Regions from separate parts of the Mus musculus genome. Here regions 1 and 2 are each linked to region 3. The links are chromatin contacts, called in public HiChIP or PLAC-seq and promoter capture Hi-C maps. All regions are on one chromosome and are shown on one strand. The core of a region is the stretch at or near the end of the contact, and the rest is flanking DNA. Distances in the headings are between cores, read along the strand shown. Region 1 holds the start of Cck (cholecystokinin). Region 2 overlaps Trak1 (trafficking protein, kinesin binding 1). Region 3 holds the start of Entpd3 (ectonucleoside triphosphate diphosphohydrolase 3).

Evidence for each region. Promoter capture Hi-C pulls out the DNA fragments that hold promoters and counts their contacts. HiChIP or PLAC-seq counts read pairs in DNA pulled down with a chosen protein or histone mark.
Region 1: a contact with region 3 is called in a promoter capture Hi-C map of stem cell-derived epiblast-like cells, with 4 times the contacts expected there. The contact joins the promoter of Cck here to the promoter of Entpd3 in region 3. A contact is called at or near these places in 3 of 39 promoter capture datasets (liver, second pharyngeal arch cranial neural crest and stem cell-derived epiblast-like cells).
Region 2: a contact with region 3 is called in a FOXA1 HiChIP or PLAC-seq map of pancreatic cancer cells. The contact joins the enhancer-like site here to the promoter of Entpd3 in region 3. A contact is called at or near these places in 3 of 39 promoter capture datasets (cranial neural crest, embryonic stem cells and pre-B cells), 2 of 115 datasets of contacts at active chromatin or transcription factors (embryonic basal ganglia and pancreatic cancer cells) and 2 of 9 other capture datasets (embryonic stem cells and liver).

What each region holds. Positions count from the first base shown.
Region 1 is chr9:121,494,229-121,497,327 of GRCm38.p6, reverse strand. Cck (cholecystokinin) reads left to right here and starts at 1,634. Exons shown (of 3, transcript NM_031161.4): 1 at 1,634-1,730; 2 at 2,796-3,011. The coding sequence starts at 2,798. All of the region lies in intron 1 of Gm38661 (a long non-coding RNA gene), which reads right to left.
Region 2 is chr9:121,394,389-121,397,464 of GRCm38.p6, reverse strand. All of the region lies in intron 2 of Trak1 (trafficking protein, kinesin binding 1), which reads right to left. Among named protein-coding and RNA genes, the nearest start is that of Trak1, 29 kb to the right of the region's middle. Within about 2 kb of position 1,469, at least 53 of the 459 cell types and tissues checked have an H3K27ac peak or open chromatin away from gene starts, as enhancers often do. A contact at or near this core is called in pancreatic cancer cells, where this site is marked.
Region 3 is chr9:120,538,440-120,541,568 of GRCm38.p6, reverse strand. Entpd3 (ectonucleoside triphosphate diphosphohydrolase 3) reads right to left here and starts at 1,751. Exons shown (of 11, transcript NM_178676.5): 1 at 1,686-1,751; 2 at 866-917. The coding sequence starts at 905.

The DNA.
Region 1 (3,099 bases), core at 385-2,884, 960 kb before region 3:
CTCCATGTCACCACCAGACTCAGTGGAAATCCTTACTCCGCCCTTGGCTATTAGTGCAGATCTGAACTCAGTTCCTTGTACTTGCAGGCAAGCACTTCACTGGCTGAGCCGCCTCCCAGTTCCAGCTCCAGGCCCCCGGCTCCCAAAGGTGTTTATTTGTGTGGGTATTTATTTTGTCCAGTCTTGGTCACACCGCATCCTCAGGGGCTGGGCACAGTTCATAAATCTTGAGGCAAGCGATGGAGGGAAGGAGGCAGCTAAGCGTCCATATCTCAGCCACCGACCCAGGGAAGTCAGCGCCTGTGGATTCTGACCATATCGAACAGCCTTGTGCCCAGCTGCTTTATCCACAATTCCGGACATGCTCGATCTGTCACAGATACATTCCCACAACCTGAGCTGTCTTGTGCGGGAAATCACCCCACAGCATTTAATCTGTTGCTGTTTAAAACATGTTGCCTCTAGGTTGCAGACACCGCTAGAGCCACAACCATGAACCTAAACTCTTGGCATCACTTGCTGTTTCTCATAGTCCCCCTCAGCCGGAAGTCCCCAAACTGTGTGCCTTTTCTATTTAGAAAGAGTTTCTAACCCTTTCTCCATTCACCCTAGCTTGACAGGGTTGAGGGCATGGTTGCCCTGGCTGGTGGTGACCCCAAGTTACAAGCTAGCAGCAAGGAGGTTGCTGTGGGGCTTCCTCAGTATGTGTTCTGTGGAATGGGGTTAGAGGGATTCAGCAAATTCTAGCACCCTGGGCATAGATAATCACTTTGTTATGTGAGAACTGGGGGTTGCAGGATTGTGCGCACTACAGCAGAGAGAGCCCCCTCTCTCCTTCTTGCTTGGTAAGAGTCTTTTTCTCAGCCAAGATCCTCATCACCCAGCGAAATCCCATAACTTTAGAGGGACTAGACTGGAAAGGGTGATCTGAGCTCTTGGGAAGGTGCGAGCCCAGCCCGCATGGCTCAGCCAGCCAGAGCTTGGGAGTGCCTGAGACACTCTCTGGCGCCACTTCACGACCAAAAGCATCAGTAGATGATAGGCCCCTGGGAAGTCGTCGTGGAAAGAAATTACAAATCTTTTTCCCAGAGGCTTTTCGCAGAAAGGCAGGAGCTGCACCCGATCTTACAATTGTGTAAGAATAGAATCCAGGATGCCAACTGCAATTGAGTTCTGAAAAATTGGGAGCCCGATTTCCCTCTCTTACTTGTGAGAGCCCACTCAGGTCTGAGGTGGTCCCAGAGAACACACCAGGATTACATCTGCTGACACCCAGCCTGTGAGGGTCCCCCAGTTTCCTTGAAGGATTTGATCCCCAAAGCTCACTGAACTTGGTCAGCTTCTCCATTGCAGATAAACTCCTGTTTTTCACCGAGAGTGGAGGTGGCACCCTCCCTGAGGTGGACTCTGCACAGGCGCCGAACAGGTGGGAAGGAAGCTCTTTAGATAAAGAGTAAGACCCATGCAAAGTGCCCCCCTGGGAGGGGCTATCCTCATTCACTGGGACGCTTCCCTTCTCTCCGGAGGGCCACATCAATCGGTGGTCCCTCCAGTGGCTGCCTCTGAGCACGTGTCCTGCTGGACTGCGTCAGCACTGGGTAAACAGATGACTGGCTGCGAACCGGGAGGAGCTATTTAAGAGCAGTCACCCTCCCGCCTGCCCTCAACTTAGCTGGACTGCAGCCTTCTCCGCTGGAACTCGCCAAGCCAGCTGATTTCCCCATCCAAAGGTAAGTAGCTGGCTGATCCAACAATCTTGAGTGTGAAGAATATTGGCCTGCAGCTTTGCACCTCTTGCTGTTTAGTCTTTCCTTTTTCTGTGCCTTCCCTCCCTTGACAGCTAGAAAGATTTCCTGAAGTCAGAAATAGCCTTAAAATGCATCTGGGTGGGTACTGCTGCGGAGAGACTTGTTGTATGTTCTGTTTACAGCAAGGCTGGGAATAGCCACTCTTAGGGTTTCTCTGCTGTTCGGAGCACTTTGCAATCATTTAAAAGAAACTACCTAGAGGTTTAAAGATTTATGCCCATTTTCTAAATGCTGCATTAAAAAAATTTTAAGGCTTTGGGGAATAAAAACACATCATTATGATACAGCACCCATCTGCTCAGTTCTCAAGTGTAGCAGGGCTTTGGCCACATCTGAGGACTGGGCACAGATTTCTGGCTTTTGCTTTGTATAGTGACTTCCCGTAAAACGCAGAAGAATCTATATAAATACAGCTTCTTTTTATGGGCCCACACTTAAAACGGCGTTTCCCAGTGTCCTGACATTTTTAATGTAGTGAATAAATTTAATCTCTCACATTTCTCTCCAGAAGTATCCTCCCCGTGTTTGTCTGTCCGTTTGTCTTTCTGTGTCTCTCTCTGTCTCTCTGACTCTCTCTCTCTCTCTCTCTCTCTCTCTCTCTCTCTCTCTCACACACACACACACACACACACACACACACACACACACACACACGCTTCATTCTGCTTTTCTGGTTAGAAGAGAGATGAGCTACAAAGGCGTCCTGGAACTTCAGGAAAGCAAGAGGAAACGCTGCTTCTGATCAGGGCAGAAAAATCGGGACTCTGCGGGATTCCCAGGTCCCAGGTGTGGATAACACAAAAGCCAGGCAGAAATTATCGCGGTGGCCAGGGCGCATCTAGGAACTTCGCTTGGCTACGGTTGAGCCAGTCTGACCCGGCTGCAGCCCCCATGTTCAGCCTCAGCCGACTTCTGTGTGCGGGACTTTGGGCTGGAGCACGCTGAGGCCAGTCTTTGGTTCACTCTCCTCGCCTTTGCTTCCCATAGCCATGAAGAGCGGCGTATGTCTGTGCGTGGTGATGGCAGTCCTAGCTGCTGGCGCCCTGGCGCAGCCGGTAGTCCCTGCAGAAGCTACGGACCCCGTGGAGCAGCGGGCGCAAGAGGCGCCCCGAAGGCAGCTGCGGGCTGTGCTCCGGACGGACGGCGAGCCCCGAGCGCGCCTGGGCGCACTGCTAGCGCGATACATCCAGCAGGTCCGCAAAGGTAAGGGTGTCCGCTCCCCGTCAGGCTTCTGCTGCGGCTCCAATCTTGATCCTTTCAGCACTGGCAGGGAGGAGGAAACAGAGGACGC
Region 2 (3,076 bases), core at 220-2,719, 860 kb before region 3:
GAGATAGATGGTGGATGAGGAGGAGCATGCAGAGAAAGAAGAGGGGAGAGGACGAGGAGGCAAAGGGGGAGGAAGAAGAAGGGAAAGGAGGAGGAGACGGGGGGGGGGGGGGGAGAAGAGGAGGAGACAAAGGGGGAGGAAGAAGAGGTGGGAAGACAAGAAAAGGAGAGAGGGACCAATGCTGCAGACAGTTTAACTGCACAATTGACTAAGCTCTCAACGGGAATACCTTGAATAAGGCTCCTCATACTTAACCAGCATCCTGGTACCCTCCCCAGTAAGAGCTCTCTCGATACCGAGGCTCCTCAGTATGTGAGATCAGCTGTGTGTGTGTGTGGGGGGGGGGGGGGTGCAGGGCTGGAATGGAAGGGCACAGCAGACCGTGTGTTCCCACAACCAGCCAACACAGGGCCAGAGGCTGCCTGTACCTCTGTCAGGAGAGTTGAAGCTGACAGGACCTGATCCAAGGTACTCCCTACTGAAAGAGCATGGCAGTCCGGTCAAGGTGTCGGGGTGGGAACCCTCACAGAGGAAAGAATGATGTCCCAGAGGAGAGGTCACTGTCCTTACTACCCTCAGCACGAGCCTGCACATGCCACAGTCCTGGGTTAGGATGGGAAGAAGATCTAAACAATAGAGATGTGTCCACCTTCTTAGTAAATCTCAGGCAAGAACTCTGGTGCTGAAAGGAACGCCATGCCTGCCTGATCCTGCACATACTGGCTGGCTGGATTACTGCACACCGAAAGCAAAGGCTGGGGTGACATTCCAAAACCTGTTTGCTTCAGGGCCTGCTCTTTCCCAGATGACCTCTGAGGTGTGGTGGTCAGCAGATCTGGGTGTGACACAAAGAATTACTTCTTGGATCAATTGGTGTCAACCATAAAAGGCCGGGGAAGAAGGACCAACAGGAGCATGGTCACCCAAGAACAAACATGGTGACCTTGCTGCTTGGTGTGCGCTGAGTGTCACATGACTGGTCTACTGCACACAGGTCACCGTCAGACCACATGAGGCAGCTGGATGTCACAGAGCAGGAAGCGGTTTCAGGTAGTGCAGCACATACTCTGTGAGCCATGGAAATGAATTCTCTGAATGAATGAAGTGACTCTGGAAAGGTTGATGTAGAAGGAGGTCTGACTCAAAAAAAGCAGATGGGGAAGTGTTCCCTCTCATCAGCCAGGCAACTGAGGGCCAGGTTCAGGGGCAGAGCCTGGCTGTCCACCCAGGAGGGGGACTGGGGGGGAGTGTCAGTGGGGTCTTACCCCCAAACACGGTGGCCAGGATGTACCTACCCTGGTTTTACCCCTTCTGGTTTCTCACCTTAGGGAGCCCTGTATCCCCAACTCCACCAGCCACAGTGGGCACCGCCCTACACAATGCCCACAGTGGACCTAGAAGGGAAGCAGTGGACAATGTCTTCTCAGCCACCCACAGTGGCCTGGCACTGGTGATTCACTCTACTGAGTCATGTGTCTCCCGGGTTACAGATATGTAAACACATAGACAAAACCCAACCAGGGCAGGGATGAAGCACAGTGGAAACCTGCCTGCTGTGCAGACATGAAGATCTGGAGATCTATCCCTGGCATACACTAAAGAAGCCAGGTATGCTGGTGTGCCCCTCCGATCCCAACTCCGGTTCCTGGGGGCTCCTGACCAGCCAGTCAAGCTGAGTCATTGATCTCCAAGTCCACTGAGAGAGCCTGTCTTAAAATGTAAGGTGAGCCAGCATGGTGGAGAACACCTTTAATGCTAGCACTTTAGAGGCCAGTGAAGCTCTGCTTTCGAGGCCAGTCAGGGATAGATAGTGAGACCCTAGCTCAGAAACAACAACAAAACACCAACAAACATACATTGGTGATGTATAGAAGACAATGCCATCCTCTGGTCTCTACATATATATATATATATATATATATATATATATATATATACATATACATATATGAACACAGATATATAACACACACACAAGATACATAAATAAGTAGTAGGGCCAGGCACAGTGGTGCACACCTTCAATCCCCAGACTCAGAAGGCAGAGGCAGATGGATCTCTTTGAGTTCTAGGCCAGCCAGTGTTACATAGTGAAACCCTGTCTTGAGACATAAACAAATAAACAAGCAAACAAAAAATCCAGGACACCAGGCACAGAGCAGGCCCCTAGGTTGCTCTCTACACATCACCTGCACTTCTATCCCTCAAACAGCAATGCTGTGTTTTGCAGTTCAGAAAGCCCAAGGAAAACCAAATCTGCTGATGTAAGAGCTGCTTAACGAAGATCTTTCCAAAAAAAAAAGGTTCACAGTGCTGTAGCAACGCCCAGCATCTGCTCCCAGTGATGGGCAGAGGCAGGTTTTACAGTGTGTAGCCACTGCTGTGGGTGTGCAGCACCCAGGCATCTCTGCTCTCCACTGGTAACAAAGTTGCATGCCCTGCAGCTGACATCCAGCCTAGTCTTCCAGTCTGATCACAGAAGACAATGTTACATCTCTGTTGGAAGTTAAGGGAAATAACTAAATTCATAAAACTCTTAAATTCTCTTTACTGACCATTTGGGTGGGGTGTGTCACAGAACTTCACTTTAAATCTTTAATTTCAATTAGCAGATAGTTAAGTTCTTTTTCTTTTTAAAAGATTCTATGTATTTGTATGTATGAGGTGGATGCACATGTGAGTGCAGTGCTCCCAGAGTCCAGAAGAGGACATCACTCCTGTGGAGCACCTGTGAGCCTCCTGATGTGGCTGCTGAGGCCTGAACTCAGGTCCTCTGCAAGAGAAGTCAGTGTTGTAACTGCTGAGCCATCTCTCCAGCTCCAATTAACAGACATTAATAAAGAGCCACCCAGCTCTAAGCACAGAATCCACAGAAGGAAATAATACACAAGAAGACTTGGATGCACCCAACCTTAAGCTCATTCCAGCTCCTCCACTTGTAATTTACTCTGTGGTACCCACCTGTGATTCTAACAGGGCTTCCTTTGCATTTTCCTACATGTATAACTGAAAACAAATGATGAATCTCTGTTTGAGTCTCCTGTTAAAGAGACCTTAGGAACTGGGCACTGGTGGG
Region 3 (3,129 bases), core at 502-3,001:
CATGAAGAAATGCAGCCTAGAGCTGTGGAGTAGGGAGGGCTGGGCAAACAGTGTTAATTGCAGGTGCCTACTGGAGCCTAGAGAGGAGGTGAGGGCTAGCTGAGTGGACGCCTCTCCCACCTCCGCATCTCTCTCACATCTGCATGAATAGCTGGGGGGGGGGGGGCAGCAGGGGGGGGCAGTACTGAGGAGCCGGGAGGTCAGGCAGCCAAGCTGGGCAGGTTTGAAAGTGTGTGGGAAAGATGGGGAGGGGGAAGGAAGGGAGGGAGAGACAGGACACACACACACACACACACACACACACACACACACACACACACACACGAGAGAGAGAGAGAGAGAGAGAGAGAGAGAGAGAGAGAGAGAGACAGAGACAGAGAGAGAGACAGAGAGAGACAGAGACAGAGACAGAGAGACAGAGAGAGAGACAGACAGAGACAGAGACAGAGAGACAGAGACAGATGAGAGACAAATGAGAGAGACAGATGAGAGGGAGAGGTGTTCCTGTGCAGCTTACCATAGTACTCAGGGCGACCCAACTCTATCAGGATTCATTCCCACGTCAACAACACATAACACAAACCTTACACATAGCTAGGTAAGGAAACCACAAGAGCCAAAATAATGGATTATACGAACAGGAAAAACCATTTAAGCCAAACATTCGTGTTAGCCCTTGTTTCCTGTGGCTTTGTGGAAAAGCATTACTTTTATCTGAAGAATGTCAAGGGTGAAACCCAGGTGAGCGAAGTCTTGGAACAACGATAAACAGCCATTCACAGGAGATATAGATGGAGAGCTACGAACCAAAGCTGGGATTCTCCCTGGGTCTGACAAAACCTAGCATCCAGTGAGCAACACTTACCTGCCTGTTCACATGGCTGGCGGGTCATCACGGTAAACATCTTCTCTCCGGGCTGCAGGGGTAAGAACACAGAAGGAGCGTGTGGCTAAACTTGCACGTATTGATATTGAACACAACGTCATCTAAATCGAAGCCTCTTTAGAAACAATGAGGTCAAACCAGAACGTCAGAGACCGATGGAAGCTGGAACTCCAAACCCAGTATCCCCTCCCCAAATGTAAAGCTGGAAGAATGGATTGGTTAAAACTTTAACTAGAGAGCAATTTTGAAAATAAAACCCCAAAAGCTTGTGTGAGCGCGCATGTGTTCTTTCTTTCTTTCTTTCTTTCTTTCTTTCTTTCTTTCTTTCTTTCTTTCTTTCTTTCTTTTTTTTTTTTCTCCTGTGGGCCGCACCTGTGACCAGCACCCGGGCAGAGCGAACCCCCTCTTAGTAATATTCACAAGGCTCGGGCTGGGTTATACTTCAAAGCGCACCAGCAAAGCCGGTTGGCATCGGTGTGTGCTGGTGGCTGCCAGCATGCAGTCACCCTTAAAGACCCGCGGGGTGTCTCCAGCTCCCTGAGCTGAACACCAGCAGACAGCTGTCAGGCCCTGGGGATCAGGGTGGGGACCTGGGAGTTGGCCCGTCCCCTGCATCTGCAGGTCTTGGGGTGCTTCGTGACGCGGTGTCCTGTCCCTGTCAGATGACAGTGCCCAGCTCCCCGGGTTTCAGCTCCTGCCTGCGGCCCTCTGCGGGAAGCTGTGCTGGTTCCTTCCCTCCCCGCTCCCAGCCCCCCACAGCCTGCTCCATCCCACTCCTGCGCGCGGGGCCAGACCTTACCTGGGCGCTGCTTTCGCTGCGGGTTGCTGAAAAGCGGAGGCGCCTCTGGGGTGCGGGAGTCCAGGAGGCGGAGCGAGGTGGCGTGGGTGGCGCAGCCTGCTAGGGACCGCCTCCCGCAAGCGCTGGGGCCAGGACCTCTTCACCTTCCCAGGCTCTTCTCTTTCACTTCACCCCAGCCTGTCCGGCATGAGGATGGAGGGGGAATCATTGCCACGTGGGGGGTAGCCAATCCTTTCAGGCCTTGTTTTAGTTACTTCCCTCGTTGCTGACAAAGTACCTGACAAAAGGGACCTAAAGAAGAAAAGGTGACTCACGGTTGTAGGTACTGTCCTAAAAACGTATCTTGGCAGGATCTTAGACTGCAGTCACATCCTGTCTGCATTCAGGTACCAGAGATCCCAGCCTAAAGCGCTGGTACCACCCTCGTTCAAGATGGGTCTTTCTGGCCCAGTTAACCCAGCCTAGACACCCAGTCTCAGACTTGCTCAGAAGTGTGTTTCCTAGGTGATGGCAGATGCTCTTAAGCTGACAGGGTTAGTTAGCTCAGTGTCCCACCAGGACCCAGTCAGAGAGCTTTCCACATCTTTATCTTCTAACTCCCTGCACAGTCCCCTGAACCCAAGGCAGAAGAGGATGTGATGTGACCTTGCCCCCAGTCCCAAGAGGCACCCCCTGGGTGGTAGTTTGAGTAAGTTTGGTTCCCACAAATTCATGTGTTTGAATGTTTGGCCACAGGGAGTGGCACTATTAGGAGGTGTGGCCTTGTTGGAGGAAGAATGTCACTGTGGAGGCAGGGCTTTGAGCTCTTATACGCTCAAATCACACCCACCGCGGAACACATCCAGTCTCCGGCTGCTTTAGGATCAAGATGTAGAACTTTTGGCTCCACGTCTGCCCACAGGCTGCGTGGTTCCCACCATGATGATAATGGACTGAACCTCTGGAACTCTAAGCCAGCCTCAGTTAAATGTTTTCCTTCATAAGAGTTGCCGTGGTCATATTGTCTCTTCACAGAAGTGAAACCCCAAGACACCTTGCCTGCCGGTCTTCTATCTGTCAAGACAACCTTTTTAAAAGAAAAGTTGTATTATTAAGCCTATATATTGTTTGTTATATATTATTACATATACTTATTATGTGATGTGGTGTGTGTGTGTGTATACCATGTGTGTGTGAGGACACCCACAGTGCTTCAGATCCTCTGGAACTGGAGTCACAGGCAATTGTGAGGCTCTGAGTCAGCGCAGGAAGGCTGAAAGGAGAATGGAGCCCAGTACCCTGTTTTGTGTGTTGTTTTGAGACAAGATTTGCCTATGTAGCCCAGGCTGGCTTTGCACTTGTTCCTGCCTTAGTCTTCTAGTACTGGGGTCACTCTTGGGTCACCACACATGCTACAAGGTAACTTTATTTTCCTAGTTTCCCCATCAAACATTTTTGGAGGGAA